Linked DNA regions of Gossypium hirsutum: region 1 is linked to region 2. The links are chromatin contacts, called in public Hi-C maps. All regions are on one chromosome and are shown on one strand. Each heading gives the region's core, a stretch centred on a gene start, on an enhancer-like site or on the middle of the called end of the contact. The rest is flanking DNA. Distances are from core to core; before and after follow the strand shown. Region 1 has its middle 11 kb from the start of LOC121215179. Region 2 holds the start of LOC107910300 (dolichyl-diphosphooligosaccharide--protein glycosyltransferase subunit 1A).

Evidence for each region. A called contact is a pair of places that touch in the nucleus more often than the background predicts.
Region 1: a Hi-C map of fibers shows a contact between it and region 2, with 2.1 times the contacts expected there. The contact joins the enhancer-like site here to the promoter of LOC107910300 in region 2. A contact is called at or near these places in 4 of 34 Hi-C or Micro-C datasets (fibers, leaf and petal).

Annotation. Positions count from the first base shown.
Region 1 is chrD02:25,037,305-25,040,720 of Gossypium_hirsutum_v2.1, forward strand. No RefSeq gene overlaps it. Among protein-coding and RNA genes, the nearest start is that of LOC121215179, 11 kb to the right of the region's middle. Within about 2 kb of position 1,402, at least 6 of the 9 cell types and tissues checked have an H3K27ac peak or open chromatin away from gene starts, as enhancers often do. A contact at or near this core is called in fibers and leaf, where this site is marked.
Region 2 is chrD02:24,682,604-24,686,104 of Gossypium_hirsutum_v2.1, forward strand. LOC107910300 (dolichyl-diphosphooligosaccharide--protein glycosyltransferase subunit 1A) reads right to left here and starts at 1,934. Exons shown (of 10, transcript XM_016838110.2): 1 at 1,690-1,934; 2 at 1,434-1,478; 3 at 690-1,324; 4 at 452-599; 5 at 197-373. The coding sequence starts at 1,785.

The DNA of each region.
Region 1 (3,416 bases), core at 152-2,651, 350 kb after region 2:
ATTTAATCCCTCAATTCAGTAATTCTTTTTGTGCTCACATTAATTCCCTAAATCAGCCCAGATTCCATTAAGGTGTGATTATAGGACATTTTGAGATTGTGTCATTTCATCACTTTAAAATTAAAAATTTATATAAGATCTAAAAATTATCACACACAAAAAAAACCATTTTTAGGTGATGGTGTGTTATTAAGTATGTTTTTATAGTGAAATATAATTTATAATAGCCTATTTATGTAGCAACAACATACATATTTGTTTTATTATTATTAAGAAAGTAAAACAATACAGTACAGGGTGAGAAAATCCTTGCATTTTATAAAGAGGGACAAAAACATAGTAATGAGACAATCCAGAAAAATCCACCTCCAACAAATCCCTTCGTTTTGAGCAAGATCAACTACAAATTACCAGGAAGCTAAATATAAAGATGATCTTTCCATGCCTGCTTTAGCCAAGGTATCAGCTAAACAGTTTGCTTCGCCAACAACAAGCATAAAGGATAAATCAATGATTGTAATAGCCCAATTTAGATCCTAATCGGACATAATGATTTCGGGACTACAAATTCGAGTCAAAAAAATATTTTAATATTATTTTTAGTGTCTATTATATGTTAAGTTATATGTGTAAAAATTTCGTGTGAAAATTTAATCGTTTGAAGGTTCAATTCGATGAAAAGGGTTTAATCGCGTAAAATAAAACTCAGTCTTATCATTTCAATTTAGGCACTTTCATTTCTTTTTGATATAAACGTAAACTCTTTGTGAATTTCCATGTAGCCTAAACATGTATAAAAAATATTCCATATATAATTTTATCAATTCTCCATTAATTAATTTAGTTTTTCAATCTCTTTATTACTTTCTTATTAACAAACATGGAAGAATTTATTGGCATCGATTAAAATAAATTAGTACCGATCAACATATGCAGGAATGCAATGACATTTGAGTTTGGGAAAATATATGATCCCTATTTTCCAACTCGTAGGATGCTAGGAAGTACACAATTTAGACCATTTCAAGCTTGAGTTTATCCTTTCAAAAAACAAAAAAACCTTAAGCTTATTAATTTTAAATCTTCTCTTCATTTAATTCCAAGAATAAAAAAGAAATTAAATAATTGTATCCCCCAAATTTAGACAAAACACAAATGATATTCACTTGGTAAACAAGCATTTTCACTTGGTAAACATAATCGAGGGGATTTTAAACTTTTGAGATGTTGTTCAAAACTTGTGGTGCTACAAATGTTGCCGGGACTGGGTTTGAAGAGAGGAGGGACACTGTCTTTTTAGTGTTGGAAAGTGGGGTGGTTAGCAACCATGGTTTTTACACCACAAATTACTAATCTATTTATCTTTTGGGGCAATGTGAAAGAGAGTGGGGGATTCAGATTGTGGTGAGTGCTTAAAGAGTGCTGTTCAAAGAGCTCAAGTTGAGTGTTTCAAGTGTTGCGATTGAATCAGATGAGAAAAGCAGAAACGTTAAAAGTAAATCAGAAAAAGGTAGACGAACTAAATAGTAAATAAAACAAAACAAAACCCTAAAATATATCTGCCAGAAATACAATAAAGACCTATTGAAGAAATTGGAAAAAAATGAAAGGGAGAAGAAAGAAAACCTGGGTCTGGCCGTCTGGGTATTGGTGTGTTGGAACTGGTAGGTTTTCCTGATTTGACTGAGATTGAGATTGAGAATCCGATTTGTGTTACTGTTAAGTGAATGAAACTAAGAAAGATTGAAAGTCAGCTGTTGCTGTAATGCTGTTACTTACCTGTTGAATATTAAGAAAACTAGAAAAGGTTCGGTTCTTGGACAGTCCAAGTCCAAGTTGTACTTGGAGCAGAGAAAATAAATTGGGCTGGGTTTAATTTAAGGCCCATGGTATTTACCCTGTAAAATTCGGTTAAACCAAAAAAATTCGATTAACTGACCAATTTCAAATCGATTTAACCGTTAATCGAAAAAGCAAAAAATCCTTAACCGACCCTGACCGAAAAAATTAATTAACCGATCGATTAATCGAATTCGGTCTGTTAACTAAATTTTTTCAGTGTTACCCGAATTTTGCACACCCCTACTTCCAGCACTACGGTACCAAGTGGTGTTGTAGTGCGCTTCCTTCTGCCAAGAATCAAGATGCTTCTCCTTTGTATTCGTGCGTTAGTATTGTATCATATCGTTCTTTGACTTTTCCTTCGCTTTTCTACCTTCAATTCGATAAAGCATACTACTTTATTCTTAAGCAAAAATGCTTAAACACTAAAACTAACTTAAAATAGCACTGAAAACATACAAAGCATGAACTAAACACAGAATGAAATGTTGGAGAAAATAATCCTAAAATGCATAAAAATACTTGAGAACAAGTATGAAAATTATTAAGAATAAACTTATGGTAACTCTTTTTCGAGAAGTTATTACACCCACACTTACATTTCTACTTATTCTCAAGGAACACAAAACATAAAACTAAAACCTTCTTAATATGCAAATATGAAAGAGTCAAAGGATTGATTATAGCATGCCGGAGTCCCAAAATTTCTTTGCATCAACTTGATAATCCATTTAAATAAGAAAGACTTACCTACCTTTGGCCATTATTGATTAATAAATAACTTAACACTAGGAAAACAGATATAACTCACAATTTAGTATCTATCTTCTAGTCTATTTTTTTTGAAAATTTGCAATCATCTTTGATGGTTTACAAGCAATTTATAGACTAGACTAGGGGCTTATACTAGAAGTCTCATTAGGGTTAAACTCCAACCATCAAGGATATTTTATTCTAATTAGTAACTTTGAGAATAATTATACTTGAAATAGAATTTTCGATACATTGTTACAACAAGGAAAAAATAAGGAAGAGAGTATGGTGGTTGTCACAGAGGCAGGTTCACTCAATCGGGGCGGAGGGTTGGAGGTTACAAAGAGTAGTGATAAATGCTAAAAGTAACATGTTTTACCCTCATTCTTAATGCATTATTGGGTGATTATTTGATGTTAATGGTGAATTTTATGCTCCTAGTCCTTTAAATTCATGTTTTTATGCTTAACAGAGCGTTTGGGAGCAAAAAAAGCGAAAATCGAGTGAAAATCAAAAAATCGAAGCAAGTTATAGGAGCCACAAGGGCTGACCCATTCCACACGGCCAACCAAACGATCATGTGGTAGGCCATGTTGATTTCCTGGATTTGCACTCTAAACTACAGAAAATCAAAATTTTTAGGTTTTTTTGGGCATTCTAATGCATATATATGATGAAAATAAGAAGATAAGAGTGAGTCGTCATAGAATATTCAAGAAAACAACTCAAAAAGGACCATTGAATCTAATTCTGAAGCAGATTTCCGTCAAGATTGAAGATTCCCAATTGATTTCTTAGGAGATTATCATGAGTTTCTTTAT
Region 2 (3,501 bases), core at 684-3,183:
AGACTGCAATTATACCACACAAGTACATATCTTAATCCTAAGCTCATAATAAGACAGCAGCATTAGTGCCCATTTTATTACTTGGTGACATGTTTTAATCATGACAAATAAGTAGTGTAACTATGTCTATTTAGTAAGAGTTGAAATATGTACTTATACAAGTTTTAGGCAAGCTCGGGAAGGAAGTGATACAAACCTTCACAATGAGTGCATCAATAACCAACTCAACCATTGGGCTACTAAAAGTGATATTAAGAAAGCGCTTCCCGTCTGACTCAAACAAAAAGTCCAGAAGCGGCAAGCCATATCCAATGGTAAACGCAGTTCTCCAGCCACCAAACATCGGGTACCTAGGTTCAATCAATAGTTCCGTCTACAAAGACAAATGGTACTTCAATAAGAATAAACTACCAAATGATAGATGCTCTTAAATCCTACTCAGCAATATAACCTTTTTGGAGTCACCCCTCAGATGAGATGTTGATATATTGCCAATTTCATCCCTGTAATAAACAGAATGTGCCCTTGGTGGCAAGTTTGCAACAAGATACCTAAAGGCCGATGCACCACGAACGTTGGGTCTGGCCTGGAAATCAAGCCTGTAGTGTCAAAGTAATAATTCAGAAACAAACTTCCAACCCGGCACGGTGCTCACCATAATCCATAAAAAGGTAAAGATATGAAGTAACCTGGAAAATTCACCCTTGCTCTGGGCACCACCATGTATGAGCTTGTAATGCTCAGTGACTTGCACATTACCCCAATGGGAAATTTCTATCTCTCTCACCAATTCATGAGCAACAGCAAAGGGTAAATTGCTTTCAAAATGAACTGCTATGGGTGAGTACGAGAATGAAGGAATATTCTCATAAGGACCATATTTGATTTCTGAACCATGAATCTTTGTGTTCTCCAGTTTTGTATAGGATTCAATTCTAGAATCAGGCAATTTAACACTTAGAGACTGAACCTTCACAGCATAAGGAGATAGATAGTGTGCACTATCCTGGTATAGTACAAGCTGAATATCAGCCTGAGTGATTTGCTCAGGAATAGGTCGCAAGGCATGGGTAAATACGGCCAAGACATCAAAAGTGAAGCTATCACCCTCAGCTAATCCCTTAGGCAAAGATACTGAATAGAATGTCAAAGCAGCAGGCATGTCTTTTGGGTTGGCAGCCTCAACAGGGAGAACAACAACAGGGTTTTTTCCTTTCCCTTTCCCTTCATGTGGAGTAGCAATCAAATATGCCATATTTTTGGCTTGTTGCTCAGGAAAAGCCAGCAAAACCTTGGACTCCTTTTCGGAACCTGCATTCTCCACCTAAAGGACAATATAACAGCACATTAAAGAATAAAGCCGAAAAGAGATAATAGAGTTGAAAGCATTAGCAATTTGAGAATGAAAAGAAAAGTGAGTGTTACTGAAGCACCTTCATAGTTGAAGAAATCCGAACAATATGTGATGTCAAATATATCTGCAACACATAGGGACGCTTTTAACATAAAAACTTTACAGATACAACTATTGTAGCAGTTCAGATCAACCCAAGAGATGATGTTTCAGATGGATAAAATCTTCAGAAGCAGCCGTGAACCAATCAGAGAAATGAACTCGCAAGGAATACTATCAATAATATTAAACCCTAGAAAGCTGGGAAATTTGAATAGAGAAGGATAAAAACTTACGCGTCGATCGACTTTGGAAAGGACCAGATCGGAAAGTGCGGGTGATGCCAAAATTGCGATTGTAAGCATAAGGAAACAAAACCCGAAACTCTCCATTGTCGGGAAACTGAATCTCTACTGCACTTGACCCCTAGTTGACTCCTTTTGTTTCTGGTTCCTGTAGTGAACGGAGGGCTCTTTTGGTAATCTATTGTTACCTTGTAGGCTAAATTACATTGCTATTCCCTCAATTACTAGTTTCCTTTTTTTTCAAATGAGAAATAATAAAATAGTCATTATATATTTTTTATCACCCATCAATTAAAGATTAATGGAAAAATAACGTATCTGCTTTTAAAACTGACATAGTAATAATTTTAATTTTTAGACATTTATACGTTATGTTAATTTAGAATTTATTTTAAAAAATATAATCATCAATATTTACATATTATGTAATTTAATATTTTTGCATTTTTGTGACTTTCTCACTTGAAAAACTAAAAAAATATTAACTAAATTTGATCAAAAGTATACTAAAAATAGAAATACAAAAAAACCTAATATCATCATTTTTACTTTTTCTCATTCTTTAATTTTGATACTCTAATTCTCTATCGTTAGATTGAATACTAGTAGTTGAGATGACTCAATCATAGTCAGTTCCCTCTTCACAAATTTCATAAAATCCGTACTTGATTCATTTGAAGTCAATTCAACTGAGTTGCTCTTGTTATTGTCATCATTAGCTTTAATGTCTCCAACGAACATAGAGAGTCTTGCTACTCGTTCAATTAACCCACTATATAAAAGAAAATAAAAGTGCTTTTGAATCATCAACTTCCAAAAGTTGAAGTTGCAATAAACTTAATTGAGTCTAGTGAGTGGATAAATTGAAAGGTTTACATAACCATGAGTAAACTTGCATTATCGATAGCCAAAACTGACATCAAGCGATGAATTTCACTAGTAAATATGAGCATTTAGAGTGTTCTCACTTCATCCCTTTGTGGCATTGCCCCTACATTTAACTCAATGGAAAAATGAAGAACAACAACAAGAAACAAAGTTACCTAAAATTTGTAAACTAGCCAATTCAATTCATTGAAAATAAAAAGTACCCATTTCATTAATTCAACCTAATTTGAAGTCTAACAACTTAAAGAAAAAAAAACCTTCGATTTGCTTCATCAATGGCAACCAACTCAAACAAACAAAAAAAGTGAATTAATTGTCATCGAGAGATATCAAGTTCTCAACCATTTAAAGTATAACGAAATCAATGTATTTGAGAATTATCTAATTTAATAAGAATTTAAAAAATATATTTTAATTTTCTCATCATGTATTGAATTATATTTTCATGTAAAACAGGATAAATTTAGGTAATGTGTAAACATTAAGACCTATTTTTTAAAGAATTAAGATTAAATTGATAGAATATAGAAACATTTAGGGTTGAACTTGTTACCATGCCAATTTTAAAAGATGTCATGTCATATTTCCATTAGCCATCTAACAACTAGTGACTAAAAAAGGAAAAATCAAATAGTTGAGTGATCATTTTATAATTTTTCATAGTTGAATGGTAAAAAAATTACTAATAGTTAATGATTACTAGTGTAGTTTACCCAACTTTGTATAGCGGGATTGAAAATTGGACATTTAATGAGCTGAGTTTGAACCATGAAGGTAGGCTTGCATGCCTAGATTGGGTTAATCCAAAAATTTCTTTTTCTTTAAAAATATGCTTTTAAGTCCCTATATTCTTCTTATATTTAAAAATTAGTTTATTTACTTTTATTTTTAGGAATTTAGTCCATTTGTTAGATT